2 separate regions of the Mus musculus genome follow, and region 1 is linked to region 2. The links are chromatin contacts, called in public promoter capture Hi-C maps. All regions are on one chromosome and are shown on one strand. The core of a region is the stretch at or near the end of the contact, and the rest is flanking DNA. Distances in the headings are between cores, read along the strand shown.

Region 1 (3,995 bases), core at 221-2,720, 200 kb before region 2:
TTTCAGGTCAGATTCAGCTCAAGTCATTAGTCCTGCTCAAGTCATTAGTCCTGTATCCTAAGCACGTGGTGTCTTCAGCCACAGTGACCACCCTCCGTTCCTGAGAGGAAATCTACCTACTTTTTGACCTTAAGGTGGGTTTCCATCTCTTCCCTAGCAAATGCGTCTCTCTGCTAAGGCTTTGGGTCAACCCCTCCCTTTCTACAGCCCAAGACTTAAAAGTCTTTAGCACAGTCAGGATCAGGGTAGCCCTGGTCTTTTCTCTGTCCCTGTAATCCTCAGCAGGCTAACACCGCTGCCCCCTAGCCTAGGCCTCGCATGTCTGAAAGGGTGTCCCACCATGCAGCTGAGGTCAGGAAGTGTAGTTATCTTCCCCTGGATTGCTCACACGTGCTCTTTCCTTGTCTTGGCAGGGGGGCGATGGTGTGCTCAGCCTTCACACTGAAGGACAAGGCAAGAAACAGGATGGGGTGCAGAAGGATCCCAACAGTAACAGTAACCTGGCCTATGGCATCCTGGATAGCCCACCATGGTATCTCTGCATCTTCTTGGGGATCCAGGTAAGTCCTCCCAGTCAGTACTAGGTCCAAGCTAGTTCTGTATCAAAGAACTAAAGACCAAATTAGTCGGGTCCAACCTCAGCTGCTGCCGTAGCTTCCATATCAACCCCAGATCGCTCCCTTAACATGAGAGGATAGATGTGAAGATTAGAAAAAGATGCTCAACCATTCTGAGGTGACTCACTTGGGTGCAGGTAACTGATGTGGTTAAAGGTCTGCTTCACTTGGGTAAAGCCCTTGGAAGGCAGAGAGGTACCAGCACTTCCTCAGAGCGGCTCTGTCGGCAGTCTCTCTCTTTCTGTTTTAGCTTTCACCAACTGCTACCTAGTCTCTAGGATGAAGTTTATTTAATAACCAGGTGGAGTTCACCACTGTTGCTGAACAGTATTTAAGATGAAAAGGAAAACACGAGTGGGTTCTAGGCCTGGAGAGTGCTGTGGCTTCTATTGGCCTAGCTGCTGACATGACAATCAAGTGTCTATGTGGAGCTTTCAAGGACTGGTTGGGGAATATCTTACAAGTTCTCTATGTTTGCCTAATGTGTGAGGCTCTGATTTCACTCCAAAATCTCACTAAAAAAGGGCTGTAAAGGATTAAACTCACGTCATTGTCTAAGAGCTCATGGAAGAAAGGAAAGATCATCAGAACGTGCCTTGAAATATTCATGCCTTCTTTTTCTGAAAACTCTCTTATGGCCTTCCTTACAGGGGTTGGGGGGCTGGGGAGGGAGCTATTTTTGTCTGTCAGGGAATTTTAAAGTCTTTCCTGCTTCCAGTATACACCCTTCCCCCCCAATTTGCCAATTTGTCAAAGAGCAGTGCTGGTCACATTGTTCGGATTATTCCAGAGCATTCTTGAGGAGATTAATCTCGAGGGCGGGCAAACCATTGGTTGATCCCTTTGAGACATGGCTCAGTGAGACAACAGGAGTGGGAGCTGCCCATTAAGGAAGACCTGGAGATTTATTTCTGACACGTTACTCTCCCGTTGTCTCCACCTGTATGGTTAGATGTGGAGCTGTGCCCTGAGGAGGAGGAGGAAGAGGGGTACAAGGGATAGATACATAGAAACGGTCATCCTGGTATTGTCATCTAAGGCACTTGGTATGACTCCAAACAGATCTAGCTGCAGCCCATGAGAACAATTCCCTAGGCCTAATCAGACTGAGGCCAAGTTATGTGAAATAGTAGCTCATTCTTGGACCATATTGCTAGCTACCTGTCTCCTGTTTGTCTGTCTATACCCTACATCCATCTGGTCTTTCACTTTGGTACCTGAGGCTGTGTGCTATGACTTCTGGCATGCTCTGAACTCTGAGTCTGATGTGTCCTGCCAACTAGGACTCATTGAGCCTTTTGCTAACAGCTTCAAGTTCACAGTGGGGTCTTCCTTGCTTGAGCCCACCCTTGCTGTGATCTTATTCTTTGGTCCCGTTTTATCCCACTGAGCCTCTGTCTTGGACTTAGTTTCCTTCCCAGGGCATCCTTTCCCAATGCAGTGATCTTGTGCTCAGAGCCCAGCCCCTCTGCCTGGTTCTCACCTGCTTAGGGCAGAACTTCCTCGTACTTATTGCATACCTGCATCTTTGCCTGGCCCTCGCTGACAGCCCCTAGGACCAGCTGCAGGGTTCTCACTTCTGGTCATTGGTGGATGCGCTCTTGCCTTGGGGAATAAAGATGCAGCTGACAGCATCCCATGCCCACCTCCTTCTGTTCTGCTCTCCAGCACTTCCTCACAGCCCTGGGGGGCCTCGTGGCTGTGCCACTCATCCTGGCCAAGGACCTGTGCCTGCAGCATGACCCTCTGACCCAAAGCTACCTCATCAGCACCATTTTCTTCGTCTCAGGCATCTGCACCCTCTTGCAAGTGTTTTTAGGGGTCAGGTAGGTAAAATTGCTCTCTGTGGATTTTGAGTTCTTGCTGTGGTATCAGCGAGGTCTGATTGAATGTTGCTGGGCAACGTGAAGCTGGTTGGAGGGAGGGGTAAGTGATAAACCAGGATGCTTGGCTGAAGGTAAGAGAATTACATCTCAGCTTAGGGGAAAATGTGTTCTTTATTAGCTTATACAATTAAGCTAAGAGAAAGGCAGAAGACACAATGAACCAGGGCTCATCAAATCCCCCCCTTCTATGTGTGTGTGTGCTTATGTGCATGCATGTTCATCTGAATCTGCATGTATGTCTGGTGCGTGTGCATGTATGTCTAAATGCGTGAAGGCCCAAGCACAACTTCAGGTGTGGTTCCTCGGTAGTCACTTACTTTATCTTTTGCGACAGGGTTTCTCAGTGGCCTGGATCCCTCCAAGTAGGCTGGGCTGGCTGAGGATCCACCTGTCTACCTCCCAGTGCTGGGATTACAAGTGTGCCCCGCCGTATCCAGACCTTTTATGGAGGTGGGGTATGTGTGTGTTGAATTTAGGCTTTAATGCTTGAGTAAGAACACAATATGGATTGAACCCTCTCCTTAGCTCCCATATCTCCTTCTGCTCAGGCCTGCCCCTAATATTTGTGAGGCTCTTGATAAGAATAAACCAGGGATTGCCGGGCAGTGGTGGAACACGCCTTTAATCCCAGCATTTGGGAGGCAGAGGCAGGTGGATTTCTGAGTTCGGGGCCTGGCCCGCCTAGTCTACAGAGTGAGTTCCAGGACAGCCAGGGCTACATAGAGAAACCCTGTCTCGAAAAAACAAACAAACAAGCAAACAACAACCACAACCACAAAAAGAATAAAGCAGTGAATATTCAGACTCCATGCTTCATGTTAGAATGTTGTAAAGTTATAAACTGACAAATCCGAACTGAGCCATGAACCCATCACCCTGCCTGGTGGGTCAGAGTTGAGCTGAGTGTGGAACCTGGAGAACCAGGGGCACAGAGATGTTGGAGGAATAAGACGGACAACTGGGGAGAAAAAGAGTGAATTTGCTCCCCCGTTGTCTTTTTGTTTTGATTTGATTTTCTGGAGATGGATTGGCACCTTCCCATTCTGATGAAGGACAGTATCTTTGCTCCATCTGCTGATGAACTGCCAAGTTTTTCCTGGAAACACCCTTACAGATACACTCCGGCTGACTAACTACCCGAACATCCATTAACTGAGTCAAGTTGATACGATAAATTAAGTTGATACAATAAATTAGAAGTCCCTAAGGCCCAGGGAACTTTATAACAGAGGGGCTTAGAAGTATGTGGGAGCTGGGAGATATGAAGAGCTGTGAAGTGACATTCTCTAGACTCAAGACAACCATTACAGTCACGAACTTAACAATAACTGTTGTTTCCTGAAATTTTCACACAAGAGTGGCTCTGTCTCTAACAATAGTGATAGCGGAGGGACTCAAAGGGTCTTATCCTTTAGTGATGAACTATTGATGATTGATTGATAGGTACTGGGAGAAGGGTAGCTATTGTCTTCAGATGTACATCCATTAAAGA
Region 2 (3,677 bases), core at 202-2,701:
TGTTCAGTCCTACAAAGAATATACACATAAGCAATATTCAATAGGCTTCTGCAAGTTGCATTTATATATTTATTTAAACACACAATGATAATAAATAGCAAAAGAGGATATGTATCTGAGAGGGTTGGAAGGGGGATAAATGATGTAATTATATTTTAATTAAATAAAAAATTTAAGATGATGAGTGGATATGGAATGGGGGTGTGAATTTTAGAAGAGATGAAGGGGGATATATTTATAACCTGTCAGTATGTTTTATGAACAAAAATAAAACTTAAAAAATCTGTTGAAACAAGAGAGACAAATCACGTAAATAATTTAGTTGAAAAACTTCCACAGTATATAGCCAGGCCATTTACATTTTATATTCATAACTAAACACTACACTGCAATAGTAAATGGGGATTGTCTTCACGCATTAAAAAGTACACAAGAAAAGTTATAATTATTCAGACAATAAAATGTAGCAATAGTGTAAAAACTTTCCCCTTTCTCTTGAACTTTCAGTTGACCCGAGCTTCAGTGTGTATAACTTAAGTTTCTCTTTAACCGTGATCATTACTGTATATTTAACTTTTAAAGCCAATGACACCATTTGTATTGGAATAGCTACCAGAAGGTCCGGCTGGAGATGACCACTGTTGCTTCTAGGCAAGCCTGAAATTGGCATTTTACTAAAATGACATTTTCCTCCTGCTACACATGCCAGTGATTGTGCCTTTGGGGATAATACAGTTTTAGGTATACGTTTCCTCTTTTCTTATTTGCAATGAAATCATCCTTGCCAAGCTTTTACACTTTGGAGGACACCAAAAGAATTTACCAATTTCACAACTACTGGTGTTTGGTTCTCTCTAAAAGCGAGCCTTTTGACCACCGCCGACAAACACCTTCTCAGCCCCCGGTTGACGTCTACAGACGAGCGCGTTCGGGGGCGCGGACGGCGCGGAAGGCCTCGCGAAGCTTCATCATAAACGCCAACTGCAGTCGAGAGAGCGGTTTCTAGGTGACATCTCGGGGCGGAGACCGAAGCTTCAGCCCCGGATGACGGCTCGAAATTACGACAACCCGCCGGGACGCCCGGCGGCAGCTCCTTACGTGCGCGGACGAGGCGTGCAGGCGCTAGGCGCCGGAAGCCCGCGGACGCCGGTCCGCGCCCGAAGCGGCGAGCGGGGGGCGTGCGGCCGCGCCAGGCCTTCTCTCGGGGCGGGACCCGCGCGGAGCCTCCTCACTCACGCGGGCCCCGCGCCGTCCCGCGCCGAGGGCCGCATTTCCCCCGCTCCCCGCTGCCTAAGCGGCGCGTCCGCCGCCCGCCTCGTTCCCTGGGCCTCTTCAAGTCCGCCGGTCGTCCCACCCCTGCCGGGAGAATACTTTAGGATGTCCCCCAGGCACCGGGCGACGACAGGGTCAGAGCAAATGCCATCGAAATTCAGCGGTCGCTGAGAGAGCAGGCCGCTTGTTGCCAGGGCAACGGCTGTACTCTCGCGAGACTTTGGGGAGCTTTAGTGATTTCTTCCTAGGGACAGCTGTGAAGGTGGTGAGGTTTTTGGCGGGAGACATTGATGCTAGGGGATGATGGGAACTCCTGGCTTGGCTTATGGTATGGACCGGTTTGAGCATTGCAGGAGGGAGAGTTTAGCACTGGGGAAGATGCGACTGCAGTTTGTTCTGAGTGACTATAACTTGTTTGCTAGGTGCCTGCGCTGAGAAGGCAGTAGAACATACAGTTTAAGGCTTGTGTCTAGAGCCCCCCTTGACTTTTAACAACCTGATGACCACGGGCAAGTTAATTTTCTGAACTGAACCTTATTAATAAAAATGAACTAATTTATTTGAAGTTAAAAGGTTGAGTTCTATTTTGCACAATTATAATTCATTCTTATTCTGGAAGTGAGACTTAAAATACTTGATTTGGAGGAGTCATGGTTATATGTATAAGGGTAAATTCTCAAAAATTTCATCAGCTTAGAAATTCTTTGTTAGCCAACACTTTCACAAAGCAAATCTCCCACCTTGCCTTATTTAAGTCAATAAGACCCCCACAGCAGTCTTAGGATCTGTGTTTGTGTGTGTATATTTAACCCTGATTTGTTGGTCACTTTTCACTTTGGTGGATAATACAGTTGGAACAGTTTTCCAAGTAAAGTTAATAAAAGAAAAACCCATATAGACAAAAAGAATGAGGAGGTGTTCAGTGCCCTCATGGTTCGCATTAAGCGCTTCAGTTTCAGCATGGAAATGGGTTAGCATCTCTAGATTTGTTAACTTTCTGGGAATGTGTTTGTGTCAGACCTTGAGACTTTCTGTTTCTTTGGGCATTGGCCTGAGGAAATGAAGTGTGCCATTGATCACACTTGTTTGAAAACTAGTCTTCATAGTTAGTTGTGCTTGGTTTTATGCCATGTGTATATCACTAACGGAGACAATGCTCAGAGACTCTCTGGTTTGAGGGTATCCTCAAAGCTCCAGTACCGAAATTTACTTGCTCCTGTGGATATGTAAGAACAGAAACATAACCCTACTTCTGTTTATATGTGGGGCCGTTCAGGGGTAAGTAAGATGAATGAGACCATCGGCGTGGAGTTCTCATAATTAAAACTTAGTGGCTCTATAGGACAACAGAGGGCACCCACTCCCAGTTTCTGCTAAGGGGTACCATTTGGTCACTTGGGACTCTCTGCCTGCAAGTCCGTCACCAAATGTGTTCCCTTGGCTTGTACCACTAGAATCACAGTCAAGCTAGACTTTTCTTAAAACATCCCCCGCTGGTGGTATTGTGCTGTTGGACAGTAAATAGGGTAAGCCAGTTTGTTTTATATGGAATCTATTGTTTTTTGTTGTTGTTGTTGTTGTTGTTGTTTTGTTTCTCTTTACTCATGGATAAAGGCTATAGGCTGTCAGGTTCACAAGATGGAGCTCCAAGAAACATCCCAGCCAGATAGGGAAGAGGCAAAGATAGGACTTAAATCATGTATGTATGTATGTATGTATGTATGTATGTATATTCAGCCCAACTATGCACATTAACATATGTCAACAAATATTTATAGAGAATGCTATTAGTGCATAAGAGAATTACTTAGAAATTCTCAAAGCTTTGAAAAGTCACATTCATTCATTACTCACCTGACCTTTACGGGTTAGTTTTACATCAGAGACTATTGACCGTGAAAGGCCATTGCAGAGTTTTTTAATGGGGATTACATCCTAATGGGAGAAGACAATAATAGAACCAGGCAGATGAAAGTTGCTATGGAGGGAAAGAAAGCTTAGCAGTGCTGGGGTCGAGTAGCTTGGCAGCGTAGTTCTTTAATGTGAGGTGGCTAGGGAAGCCCTCTGCCCAGGTAGCATTTGAACAAGAGACTAAACCTCGTGGTTGACTAGAGAAGACCTCGCTGGTGCAAGTGCTGAGGCCAGGAGAGACATGCTGGCTGTGGTTAGTGTCACTTTAAAGACACATCATATGGAATCCCCTCTCCTCCAGCTAAAGTTAAAATCGCCTTAGAAGCATTTGCTTTAAAACATTTTAAAGTTTTAGAACATTGTTTGTATTGCATTTATAGGGGCATGCATGCTACAGTTCATGTGGAGCTCAGAAGACAACCAGTAGTACTAAGCCCACTCTTCCTTTACCTGGACTCTGGGAATTGAACTCGGGTTGTTCTGCCTGCATATAT

Evidence for each region. Capture Hi-C pulls out chosen DNA fragments and counts their contacts.
Region 1: a contact with region 2 is called in a promoter capture Hi-C map of pancreatic islet. The contact joins the promoter of Slc23a4 here to the promoter of Agbl3 in region 2. A contact is called at or near these places in 5 of 39 promoter capture datasets (the 3T3-L1 cell line, liver, pre-B cells and 1 more), 2 of 15 datasets of contacts at CTCF or cohesin (the NIH/3T3 cell line and embryonic stem cells), 44 of 484 Hi-C or Micro-C datasets (the 3T3-L1 cell line, 3T3-L1-derived adipocytes, the AML12 cell line and 27 more), 2 of 115 datasets of contacts at active chromatin or transcription factors (T-cell acute lymphoblastic leukemia and memory CD8 T cells) and 3 of 9 other capture datasets (adipose tissue, liver and pancreatic islet).

Annotation. Positions count from the first base shown.
Region 1 is chr6:34,975,474-34,979,468 of GRCm38.p6, reverse strand. Slc23a4 (solute carrier family 23 member 4) reads left to right here and starts at 1,470. Exons shown (of 8, transcript NM_001025573.2): 1 at 1,470-1,663; 2 at 2,286-2,443.
Region 2 is chr6:34,778,206-34,781,882 of GRCm38.p6, reverse strand. It overlaps Agbl3 (ATP/GTP binding protein-like 3), which reads right to left and starts at 1,451. Exons shown (of 20, transcript NM_001289656.1): 1 at 824-1,451.